Linked DNA regions of Anser cygnoides: region 2 is linked to region 1. Evidence: chromatin contacts called from public Hi-C data. All regions are on one chromosome and are shown on one strand. Each heading gives the region's core, a stretch centred on a gene start, on an enhancer-like site or on the middle of the called end of the contact. The rest is flanking DNA. Distances are from core to core; before and after follow the strand shown.

What was found. A called contact is a pair of places that touch in the nucleus more often than the background predicts.
Region 2: a Hi-C map of liver shows a contact between it and region 1, with 2.8 times the contacts expected there. The contact joins the promoter of STON2 here to the promoter of CEP128 in region 1. A contact is called at or near these places in 2 of 7 Hi-C or Micro-C datasets (granulosa cells and liver).

What each region holds. Positions count from the first base shown.
Region 1 is chr5:45,352,496-45,359,157 of Taihu_goose_T2T_genome, forward strand. It overlaps CEP128 (centrosomal protein 128), which reads right to left and starts at 3,054. Exons shown (of 23, transcript XM_048059734.2): 1 at 2,550-3,054. The coding sequence starts at 2,672.
Region 2 is chr5:45,555,779-45,562,533 of Taihu_goose_T2T_genome, forward strand. STON2 (stonin 2) reads right to left here and starts at 1,909. Exons shown (of 7, transcript XM_066998168.1): 1 at 1,756-1,909.

The sequences.
Region 1 (6,662 bases), core at 1,804-4,303:
GAAACAAACCACTGGTAGCAAAAACAACAGGTAATCATTTTCATTTTTACCATGACTTGCTAATCACTATATCAAGCTTTATTTTCCTTGTCAGTCTTTACCGGAACTTCACGTGGATATCAGTGAGATCCCCATTCTAGGGCACAAACCACAAGTATCACTGATAAGCATGAAATGAGACTTCTCTCAAACAAATCTGGCATCACCTGTTCTAGAGGAATTTTTAAGTTCTCCTATAACTGCACTGTCAGTTCTCTGGGCTAAAACATCTCTTCCTGTTCTCATCCACCATGCACAAGAAGCAGCACAATCACTCAAAACCCAATAAACAATGGCTTCAACAAACAGCTTCCTCAAAGCTTAACAAAGGATTTCAGTTTCAAAGCATTTTTGGAAGATATTTTTAAGACACCAAGCAAAGGAAAGATGTAATTAGAGGCCACATTAACAACGAAGCACGAGATCAGCCCCATCACGGATCAGGAATTCAACCCCGAGACATTAATCCACAGGAATCCAGCCTTCACCTGTTCATGTACCTATGTACCAGCATATTTTGCCTAACCCATCACACAGTTGAAACACATTTAATTTTAATGATCACACCAATGGTTGATGGTCTGTGCCTGCCATATTTTTTCTCAAGTACACAGTCATAATAAATGTTGTTTTGGCAAATTAGATTCTTCAAAATTGCAATAATAGTTTCACGGGAAGCAAATTCTCTTTTCCTCCCAAACTGTGCAGAAAAGCATATGTTGGATCTACTCTGTATGTAGAACATTGCACAGCAGTACCCCATGAGACCTAGAAAAGCAATCTTACATTACGCAACTCATACAGCTTGTCTGAGTTGAACAGTTCTAAGATTAGGCTTAACTCTTATTTCCACCATGTCACATTTATTTCTAGATCCACGAGCCCCAAAATAACATCATTTACAACATTATCTGTTTTGCATTAGCAAAACAGTGTTTTTTAAGGATACCTGAGTAGAAAGAGAAATGTCAGAACACTGAAGTAGTCAGAAGTGTTTTAACTCATTTCAAGATGAAATGGTGTAAGCCAGCAGAATCCCAAAGGCTAGTTATTGCAAATCAGCTGATGGGAACTACATTCTTAAAAATTTCCCAAACTCAAAAGCAACTGAGTCTCTGAACACAACGCTACATGTACCTCTATGGAGATGAATATGGCAACTCATGTCAGAGGAGAGATAGGCACTGATAAAAAGACAATGAAAAACAATAGTTGACTGATATGCTCAAAACATAATTCTGAGAAGTATCTCAATCATAAGAGATGCACAGAAAAGCTATGACACTGTAGGAAAAAAAAGAAAAGGAAAATGAAGATTTACAGCAGAAGAGATCAATGTTTGTTTTCAGCTGACCAAAAATAGCTCATTAAGGTACTGGTCAAAGTACCGAAGAAAGGCTAGTGAGTGAAGGAAACAGAAGAAATGCTATACACAAGGACACTTGCAGAAAACTTTCCATTTACGGTTAAGCAGCATTCCTCTTTGTTCCTGCGAGCAACCTAAGAGGAACTGTAGGCAACTTTTAAGTTGGAGAAGTCTCACTTCAAAAAAAGCAACATCCTCATTTTAAAAGGAACTGCAGAAGTTTCATTTTCGATAAAGAATAAAACCATACAGAAGAAGAAATCTGTACAAATATTCTGCATGGATTTTTGCTGTATTAACTTAAACCAAAAAGAAAGTATTATCACTCTTTCTAAACACCTAAACTGATTTCAGCACACAACCATACAGCCTACCTGACAGTGAGAATTATTGGTTGCTTTCTTGTTTTTTATTGTTATTTTTAGTCTACCTAGACATCTCTCGCACTAAGGAAAACATCAAATCCTGTTGGAACACCGGCGTTTCAGTTTTGTGGGGACTTTCCTGATAAGAGCAAGCACGAAGGCAGCTGACAGTCTCCACAGCAACCGCTCCAGCTCAAGCGAGCAAAAGATGAACTCGGTACACACAACCTCATTACTTCTCAAGGGGTTTTATTTGTTTATCTCCACATACGCTAATCCATCGCTAGGTAACTGTGGCTAAAGCCGCGTTTGGAGCCTTACAGCTAAGGCTGAGCTTGACACAAAAACCTTTATGGCCACAGCAGAAAGGGACAACAGGACAGTCCCTTCCCTTCAGCGCTTCTGCTCGAGCCGCGAGCAGCTTGCAGGCGACAGGCAGGTCACGCAAGACGGCCACATCCCCCCCGCCGTGCTTGCAGGGACCACCGCTGCATCCTACCCTCCAGGCACGGCCCCTGCCCGACCCACACCCGGGCACGGAGGGCGACCCCTCCACACCACTCGCCCAGGTAACGCGCCGTGCCAGCCTCCCCCCGCCGTGCGCCCACCTAACCCTAACCCTACAGCCCACCCCAGCCCCGAGGGACCCCCACAGCCTCCCTCCCTTTCCCTTTATCCCCCCCCACCCGGCGCAGCCCCCCCGCCCTCTCCGCCGCGCAGCCGCCCCCTCCCCAGGCACGCGGCCCCCGCCCCGCAGCACCCCCCTCCCCTCCCCTTACCTCGCCGCTATGGCAACTTGAACTAGCCGCCTTGCCACCGGCGGCCGCGGCCGTCTTCCGGGAGCCCGGGCTCTCCCGCAAGGCTCCATGGGACGTGTAGTCCTCCAGCCGCCTGTCGGCCATGGGGGAGGCATAGCGGAGGACTTCAGCTCCCAAGAGACTTTGCGGCGCGGCCGGCCGAGCCGAGCGGCGGGCGGCGCAGGGGTGGTGACTGAAGGCCGGCCCCGCCCTGCCCGCCGGCCGTTGGCACTTCAGAGGTCGGGGAGGTTGGACTGGGCCCCTTCGCGGGCACGGAGTGGTGTTTATAAAAGCTTGTAAAAGCTTTTACAAAATGCACGTTAACGTTTACAAACATTGACGTTTGCCAAACATGATAGTTAAATAAACAAGAAGAGCCGAAACAAAAACTGTTGCCCTGTCAAAGCGGGTGTACGTGCCACACGCCACGGGCGTGAGGAGACTGACGCCTGGCTGATCCACCTCAAACAGCACACGTTTGTGACAAGGATGATACCTCTGTCCCTCTCCCACAGCTTTTTCTGACTTGCTTCTTTAAGCCAGACATCTCCCTGGTCATAAATGTTGTATCTACTACCCGTGTGTGCAGTAAAAAGGAGCAAAATGCTACAAATTACTGTGCTAAAAATCTTTAAAGAGAGAAAAAGTGCTTTGAATGATCACAGGAAACATTGACTGTGGCTCTGAAACTTGGATGGAGCTTGCAACAGTCCTAAAGTCTTGAAATTTGTCTGCAAGTCACCTATAAGCAAGCACTCAAGCCCAAGGTACCTGCAATCTGATTTTAAACCAACGTGTGTCCGTGCTGCCTTTGGAATCCACTCCAGTGAGCTATCCCAGGCCTCTAAGCACAGTCATAAAGTGTGGCTGATATCCATACCGGCTAGCTTCATTCCTGACCTGCAGGACTGTTTGTTGACTCCCCCACAAGCCTCTAATGCAGCAGGCAGGACTGCATGCTATACAATTACAGCACACTTGAGGAGTGAGACAGGCCCCACACGCTGGCAGCATCCACCAACAGCCCTGACAATTGCTGCTGGCCCCTGCTGCTGTAACTTTGATACCTGAGATGAAGGCAGGTGAGTTACTCTGGAATATAAAACAGAAATGGGATGGTATAACTCATTTCACTGTGAGCTGAAGCATTAGTGAATAATTAGTGAAGAAATGTCATCCCTGGCTTTCAGCACGTGACCATTGCCAAGGCCTTTGCTCAGCAACCTGCAGCGTGGTCAAGTTGTGCTGGCAGACCTAAATACAGGGCAAGAGTCAGAGCTTCTGCTTCTCATCTCATCTCATCTCGTCTCGTCTCGTCTCGTCTCGTCTCGTCTCGTCTCGTCTCGTCTCATCTCATCTCATCTCATCTCAACTCATCTCATCTCAACTCATCTCATCTCACCTCATCTCATCTCATGAGGCTGCATATGGAGGTCTCTGGGGAACATGCCCTAAAACTTCCCAAGCTCTCTGAAAGCTTTCCTCTCCTCCCACCTTTGTACCTGGCAGTGGGCTTGCTCCTCCATAGTCTCCCAGAAGTCATCCATATGCATATTTATTTTCCTGACTCAGTAGTCTCTCAGGCAATCACAGAGTGGTTGAAGTGGTAAGGAGTGTGCCCTGGATGTGGCTGGAGCCAGGAACTAATTTTAAGATATCTATAGAGGAGACAAATAAAATGATGAATTATTTGTTTACTTTTGTAATAAAGATATTAAATCTAAGTGCATAGGATTGCCACAGAATTTCTCTTCAATTTAGGGTATGTGTGAGAAATCAATGATTTAACTACATTATTAAGCTACTGTACCAGGCATGTTTCTAAAGAAGTTTAACTTTTCAAGTGCAGAACACTTTCATGTTATATGAAATCAAAAATATAAATCCCAGCACTCTGTTATCTAAAGCACTGAGTTGCAAGAGTCACTTGACAGTGTTGCTTTTAGAGAGGCCAGCATTTTCTTTTTCTCCTTAAGGCTAGTGCTGCTTGTTTAATGTTGTTGTACCCCTTGACTCAGAAACTTAAGAATGAGCATCCATTTTTAATAAAAGGGAAGATTATTACAAACCAAGACTAGCCATTGGGAATCCAAGGCCTCAGAAACCAGGGGGAAAATCTGGAGCAAGAAAACCAGGAGGAAGTCTGGAGAAAGGAAGACTTATCTTTGGTGGAAAAAGATCAGATAAAGCATACTTGACAGATGTAAGTCCTTGGCCCAAATGGGATGTGCTGGGGGACCTACTGACAGGCTGAGACAACTAGGAGTATTCAGCTCCAGAGGTAACTCCAGAACAGAAGTCTCAAGGGGAATCTTATCAATCTGTATCACTATCTGAAGGGAGGGTAAAGGAGTATTTAGTCTTCAGTCAACTGAGTAGTTTTTTTTTTACAGCTTTTTCATGGCTTTTTTGTGTGTGTGCGTGTGTGTGAAATAAAGCAAAAGGAGAAGCACAAGAGTTCCTTAAGTCCCATAATGACAAAATTCTATTACTGTGTGTTCTTGAAGTTGGAGATAAATTGGTTATACGATGAGAATCTTCAAGAACCCAGAAAACACTCCTTCATGTAGCTAGTCAAACAGTTGGACTGATGACTAATGCTACATCAAAGCAGCATCTCTAATGTATTTTTTTTGACAGAAATTATTCCAAATATCGAAATAGAAAAAGGTAGTATCTAGCATACCTTAGAAATGTCTAGAATGGCTAAATTTGTTGATTAAAAAAAAAAAAAAAATCCCAAGTCTTTATTTCACTCTTTACTGAATGATCCTCAGTTTGAACACTTCCTCACACAGATATTACAAGATTTAACTGTTGACATCTTGTAATCCCTTGGGGAATTTATGTAGAACAGCAATTAGAACTAATTGCTTGTTTGGAAGAACCTGTTGTGGTTTATCTGATTTGCATGTTAAACATATAATCAGTGCAAAGATACCCAAGATACTATATCAGATCTGGCAGCAAAGAGTAATGTTATTTTTTTTTAAATTACCTCCAAAAACAAAAGGAATTCTGAGCCTTACAGTGCTTGGGATAAGTACACGATGAGTGACCATGGCTGTCACTAGAGGGAGTGTCTGTAACAGTGGAAAAATATACTTACCAACTTTTGCCATGGTTAACATAATAGGTACTGGGGGGGGTGGAAGGTAAGCACCAGGAAAACGATTGCAATCTGCAGTTTTACAGCTGATTTCTGTATTATTTGTTCATTAGGACTGGAGCATAAGCAATATCCATTGCTTAAAACCACATCATTTTGTTCTACTCAAGGCATACGGGATTTTGAATGTCTGTTCTTAGGATGTATACATAGCTGTGTATGTACAAATGTGGGTGATACTTTTAATATGCTATGATCTTTAAGCATAAAAGAAAGGAACATTTATTAATAATCTACATGGTATGGCAAGTTGCCAGTCAATCTGAGCTGTTAAATGTCACTTTTCAGAAATGAAAACTACTGATCATTGTTCTTTTCTACCTTCTAAAATATTTGAAGTATTGCCTATGCTAAACGAAACTCTTCCATAATTCCTTCAATGCAGGTTATGTTCGTAATCCTATTTTCCTTATTTACTACCCTCTGAATAATCCTCAGTATTTTTACATTTGCCTCGGCAATTAGTGCACAAACCCAGATAAAGTATTCCAAATAACTATAAATTCAAAGTAAAGTGGAATAATTGAATGATATTCCCACTTTTCTGCCAGGCAGGAGGAGTCTTCTTGCATGTAGTTACCTGCACTTTTCTCTTCTGGATTAGAACCTGTTAAGCTACCAAAGTCATTCTAAAATCTGATCTAGACTTCACACACCTCACTAGCCTGGGGTTATAGGTAGCTTTACAACTGTACTTTTTGCTCTGCCATTCACCAGCCTGTTAAGCAAAATGTTGAACAGAAGAGACAGGAGGCATCATGGGGAAGCTAAAGCATGGCTGCCAAGGTGTGCAGGGCAAGGACCAACAGGTAGGGCCCATACCATCGTGCCAGCCAGGAGCAGGGCAGCTGAGAGCAGCCGCAGCCCCAGGCACTGGGCACCTCCCTGGGGATGAGGGCTGGCAGAGGCCAAGCTGGGACATCAGT
Region 2 (6,755 bases), core at 659-3,158, 200 kb after region 1:
TGTTTAGCCCACTCACAATATGGTTTTAACCCACACACAGTCTGGGTTTCTCAACCAGGGAACCGTACCAGCTGCTACTTCTTAACAGGGTAGCTGGCAAGGTAGCACAAACAAGGGCTCCAGAGTGAAAACTGGGCACTACTGAGATGCAGCTGTCACTTTTGCACATCACATCCCTTGGACTTTTACCTAAACCAGCCGCACAACAGAACAGTAATTATGCCACCGATACAATTAGGGATCCAAGGAACTCACACGAAGGAGAAATCTGCAGTTAAAGACCAAGATGTGCTGGCAAGTTCCTAATGATAACTAAGGGTGTGAACCATAAGAGGCTGCAGCTAGTGTGAACTGAGACACGGTGCAATGTGGGAGAGAAAAGAAATTTGCCATTTCTCTTCTCGGAAAGTTTAAAGGTCATGTTCTTGATGGCTTTCATATTTTAGAACTAACTTAAAAGCTGCAAGCATAAGAAGAGCAGCGATCATTACATTTGCCAGCTGCGTTCCTATATGTAGGCAAAATGATGCATTAGCTCTTTGATTTGCTTTGTACTGGAGATCTCCAGAGGAGTTATCACGAAATAACTAACGTTTTACAGAAAACCACAAAGATTGCTAGCTGACAAAGTCATGATTATCACAGATCAAATGTAATTCATAACAAATACCACTTTAGGTTATAATCAAGCCTGAAACTTTTAGAGAAGAGATAAGCTAGCTATTTGGAAGCTAAGTGTTTAAGAAAATAACGTGGATTGCATAATCCCACATAATAGAACCCACTGCAGAAGGGGGTAACTGGTCTTATTGGTGGTAACACAAACCTGATCCACTAACAAATTTGTTTAACTGGAAAATATTAAGGCAAAGTCCAGAGCTCATGTGCATATTACACAAGGTAAATTTCACTCAGCTAGGCAGAGAAAGAAAAAAAAAAAGAAACCAGAGTCACACACAACAGTTGGTGCATGTAAGCATTTTGCAAGCATCCCATGGTTTGCAATTTACTTGCCCAAACTAGTAAGTTTACAAAACACAATTTTGCAGAAGACAAGAATGATTCACAGATGATTCACGGGTACAGAAATGCTGATGTTCGCCAAATTTTTCCTTGAAAAAACTAAAGATGCCCTCAAACCAGTACCGTGAACTTATTCTAAGGATAACTGCCATCAGAAAGCCCAAGCAAGCCCTGGAAGAAGCGAGCTGTGAAGCATCACCTGACCTCGTCAAGCTGCCCGGCGTTATTTCTTCATTTGCTTCTCTTTGAAAAGCTACGGTCACACACGCAAAAAGATCGTACCACGGGACAAAAGCTGAGCCTGATGACAGCAAAGCAGTCAACGAAATTATTAACAGAAACCAAGGGAGCGCAGCGGGGGCAGCGAGCAGAAGGGGCATTTCGCTCAGGGAAGCGAGGAGCGCAGGGGCTGCATTTCAGCACGAAACGGCACCGCGCGGAAACCTGCTGCCCGTGCCTCCCCACCCTGCCGTTCACACAGGGTACCGGAGGCAGCCCGCAGGAGAGGAGCGGCAGCGCTGCTTTCCATCGCAGCACCCCGCCATGAGGACGCCGGTCGGAGGGCAGCCCGGCTGAGCACGGCGGGACCCCGCCGCTGCCCTGGAGGGCCGGGGGCTGCCCGCCCGCCCCCCGCAGCCCCGGGGCAGGGGCTGACAGCCGGGAGCCCGGCGCTCGCCCCGCGGTGAGGGCGGAGCGGGCCCGCGCCCCCCCCCCCCCCCGGCCTCCCCCTACCTGCGCGGGGCCGCTCTCCGGGGACACGCCGCCGCCGTGAGGCCGGGCTGGGCTCCGCCGGGCTCCGCTCGGCTCGGCCGGCGCAAGCGGCGGCGGCGGCCCCCGGCCCGCCCCGGGCCCGGCGTCGGCAGCGCGGGGCCGCCGCCATTGGGCGCTCCCCGGCGGCGCGGGGAGGGGGCGGTGGCGCCGCATTGGGCGGTGAGGGCCCGGCCCGCCCCCGGGGCGGCGGGAGGGCGCTGAGGGGCCCGGCCGCGGGGGACCGGGCGGCGTCAGGGGACGGGACGGCGGCGGGGCTCGGCTCCGTGTCCCCAGCCACCGGCAGCGAAGGCTCCCGCCCGAGGGCAGCCCCCCCCTAACGCCCCTGTGAACGTAAATAATACAGAGGGAACAGCACTTTAGGAATATATAATAAGAATATAAAAGCGGTCTGTTTCGGGGCGTTCAACAGGAATGCTTGAATATGTCAGCACTTGTTTACAACCGGCCCTAGCCACGATTTTTTATACCAATTTCTACAGAGTAATAGGTGCCTCAAGGCTTATAGCATTAGATGGGTAGATTTCACAGCTCAGCTGTCATCCCCAGCTCCTGCATTTGTCAGGATTAATAAAATTGCAATGCCTATGAAACAGATTTTTTTTTTTTAAGTGTTGAGGTGTAGTACTACAGGCCTAATGATACAAATCTAAAGTATTCACTTTATTTCTGTCTTTAAAGATTCCAGATTCCAATGTGCATATGCAAAAGGCTGTATGGAGGCTTTCATTTTTAATCTACTTACTTCAAGACTGTTAAAGAAAGGCAAGTTAAGGAAAAGGACCGGGGTACCACCCACCCCCCAGCAGGGATGCAGCTGAACCCAGCCCTTAGCAGGTTTAGGCAATTACTTCTGGGAGCTGAGGAGGTAGCATCAGAGAGCTTCCTAGAAAACTGAAGCATGCAAGCTGATAAATGTTAATAACCTTAACAGCTGCATGATGGCAGTGTTTAACAGCAGTAATTAACATCAGAGAGCGACTGAAAACACAAATCACACAAGTTTTACAAGAGATCACCTAGGGAGGAAGGCAGTGAAGCACTCCTGTAGAACACTGGGAAATGCTCAGATGACAAGACCAACAGGCTCACGCCATTAGGGTGACCACAGCATGCTTGGCTGTTGAGCATATCTGGTTTGCCCTATCTTGCATTTGTCTTGAAAGGGCTTTCAGCAAGGCCTGAAGGTGTGCGTTACACCCCACCACCCAAAGCAAGGGCCTCGCCATGGGGCAGGTGCGGGACACGATCTGGCTAGCGGGCTGACAGGAGTGCCAGCTTGAGCTGGGCAGGGGAAAACACACAGCTTGGACACTTTCGAACCGTGGCTGCAGACCCTGCACAGTCCTACCCAGCAGCATGAAGTGTTTGTTTCCCAAAGATAATCAAGAAAGGTGGATAGGAAAAGAAAGGTGGACTTCGGATAGCAGCTGTAGTCATTCACACATGTAAATATAGTGACTGACTACTTTACAGCAAGGACAGAGGATGGCTCTGCCCAGGTACAGCTGCTGTCTCTGTCTCTCCTCATAAGTCATTTATGAAACAGAAGTACTATGGATTAGCAGCTCCCCTCTACATTTCTCATCTTTAATAAACCCAAGAGCTAGAACAATGTCACTGACCTCTGCTCCACTGATGTGGGAGAGATCCTGACTAATAACAGAGTCCAAGGGACTCCATGTCTGCCAGTACTGTCCAGGTTTGGTAAAGCCTTGAACCACATTTCTTCCCTCCAGCAACATAGATATCAAGCACGTAAAGACTAGAATCACCCCTAATCCCATTTGTTTTAAATATACACATCACCTGATTTTTTGTTCTTTCAACTTGGCAGACAATTTTAAATTTAAATATTAATATTTCATTATGAAGAGGATACTTAATAATCCATTACACTTTGGAAAACTCTTAACTACCCTATTTTATTCCAATTCAGTCCAATGCAAAACAATGATTCCCAAGCAAATTTCAATGCAGATTTAATTGAATTACATCAGTTCATAAAGTGAGATATATTTCATTGTATTGAATGAAGTGAGGAAATGCCAGCGCGATCTCTGGAGAGTGATGCAACCCTTAGTGACACCCCCACAGAGGCCCAATTCAGCAGTGTACTGAAGCACATCCAGATTTTTTTTTTTTAAACCCACGTGGACCTGTTTCCATGACTAAGTAAATTCATGCTCCACATACCTGTTACTACTGTGTCACAAAGAGTCCAACTTCACAGGCATATTCATGTATGCGCCTCAGCCCGTAGGTTGATATTGACTCCATACACAGAGCAGCAAGATAAAATATACGGGTATGCCAAAAGATTGCTTGTTTAGCCTCCTTACCTTACACACACATGGATGCACAAGAAGTCTTGGCTTCAGTTGACAAAGGCAAGCTTGAAAGATCTGAGAGATGAACACGGCCTGGATATTTGTGTTGCCCCAGTTTTGGCAAGATTAGTTTAAAGCTGATAGACTATCGCCTTCATTTCCCATGCATAGACTGGGCATTTTCCACATGGAAAGAAATTGCTCAGGTGTCCAGGCACCCTTGTTTTGCCATATAACAGCAAACCAAAGTGATCAGTAGCCACAGAGAACACTCTGTGACATGAGCAAATGAAAAGCTTGTAGGACAGTAGTACTACAAGTACTGCGTTCATTGTAGGATTCTGCAAGCGTTAAGTGCTTATAATAAAAGTGACAAGCACAGGAGGAGTTATAGACTTCGCAAACATGTACATTTATGTAATTTGAAAGCTTCCTTCCCTGTAGCTGCAGGAAAATCTTTATGATTTCGCATCTAGAAATCCTGAGGAGACAATATAAATTTATGTTTTATTGTGCTTAAATAAGGAATAGTATTTTTAAATGACAGTCTACCTTTTGTCCTAGTACCTTTCACAGAGAGCTCTTAAAGAACTAATGAGATCCTAAATTTGAAATGTTACAAAGGAAGCTTATTTATAGCTTGCAAAGTGATTTATTTTCCCCCAACTGCTCATTTTCAGTATTTACCACAGAACTTTTTCAGTTTTGAGCCAAAGGAGGAGTAAATATGAGAGCAGTATTTTATGATGCTGAATATACAGAAACATTTAAAAATAATTCCTATCAACCTATGCTTTGGAGCTGAACTAAGAACAACAAATGTAGTGAAGAGCAAACTTCTGGGGGCTTGTAAAGTCAACGTAATATTTAGGCCCCCATCAAAGAAGAAAGAAATTTAACACATACAAGACCTTTTTTTTTTTTTTTAGTATCTTTGTGGAGCTCTTCACTGAACATGCAAGGTATGCCAACCAGAGTAAGTGAACATCGTTAATACACCATCACATTCACTAAAACGGGTAGCTGAGACATACATTAATCAAGAACCATTTATTTCTTGTTCTTTTTTGAGGAGTTCCTACCTACTTGCACCTTTTACCTTCCACTGAATAAAAGATTAGATTCTTAGTAGAAAATCCATACAGATGTTTATTTAGCAAAGGGGCAGAAAAAGCCAACACAGCTGTGTGTAGTGAGATCACCACATTTACCTCACTGGGTTTGAATTCTTACTATAGTCACCTCCCTTCTGTGCAATGTTTCCCAGAGTTCAACAATCAAGTCAGACTCAAAATTATTTGTTTAAGATATGAAATCCTTTAATTACCCAATTGCAGATAAGCATTTAGCATTAAGCCTTATATTCCATTATAAAATTTATACTATTTTTTTGTGTAACAACTATTCCTAATGGACTGTCCAGAGCAATAATCAAGTTGATGAGAACCAGAGAGTAAATTAAATACTACATGAAAAAATTTAACCCAAGTCCTCTTGATCTCACAGCATCAGTAATGAAGGTAATCAACTGCTGGAAAACTCAACAAGCATATAGATTTACAGGCCTTCAGTTTTGAATTTGAAGGTGGATCCTTTTTATAATTCAAATGCATTAGCTGTAGGCTGGCACATGCCAGATATTTCTTTGGTAGTTTTAACACCGGCTATAATGATGTTAAATTATATGAAATGCATTTTTTCATATATCCATTTTTAATAGCATTCATGTGAAAAATACTAATGCAAGTGAGCTTTTCCATTAAAATTGTCAATAGGTCTGGAGAAATATGAAAAAAATTATTTAAAAACACTTAAATGCCATTAATTAATGCATTTGCAATATATAGTAAACTCCAGAACCTATCAAGCTTTAAAGTAAGATTGGTGAGAAACAAGTATTTCTGTAAAGTACACATTTGAAGTTATTTGTATAGCTCAAATATTTTACCAGATGGCCTCATTAACCAAAAAAATGATTGTTAAAAAAAGATCTCCACCTGCTGCCAAACATTTTCACTTGCTTTAGTGAGAAAGAATATGCACTCTACGAAAATCTAGAGTTAACTTTGCAAAAATAGCCACTGCCCTGGAAGCTATGCCCAACTAGTCCACGTTGTATCTGCAAGTAGTATCCCAAGAGATGTTGCAGTGCAAGAGAGACTAGTACAAAGAGTTATGAAAAACTTGATGTACAGTAAGCTATGCAATCAATTTAAGGTTTTCTTTTTTGCGATTGAGTTTACAAATGGACCAGTTTCTTCTGTCTTTTAGTCTTTCTGAATTTTTCTGAAGTTAGGAAAAATATTACAAATAAAATATATTTTCTTGGCATAGTACGTAATATGCAAATATATACTGCTCAGAACATTTAGCAACATGCTACCTTTCACATTAGTGTTCATTGTAACGGTACTTACATTAAAAAGTAGACAATGAAAACAAGTTCTAACTGACAGCAAGAAAAAGGAGAGTGAACATTAGAGAAAGTATTTATTGGAAGGGAGGAAAAAAGTATACAAGCTAACTTAAAGTGCAAAAAATCAAGCCTAACAAATGTTTTGTTTACATTATTAATTTTGATTAGAGGAACATTAATTGCACCATTTTTAAATTTTAAATAAAGATTTGTATAGG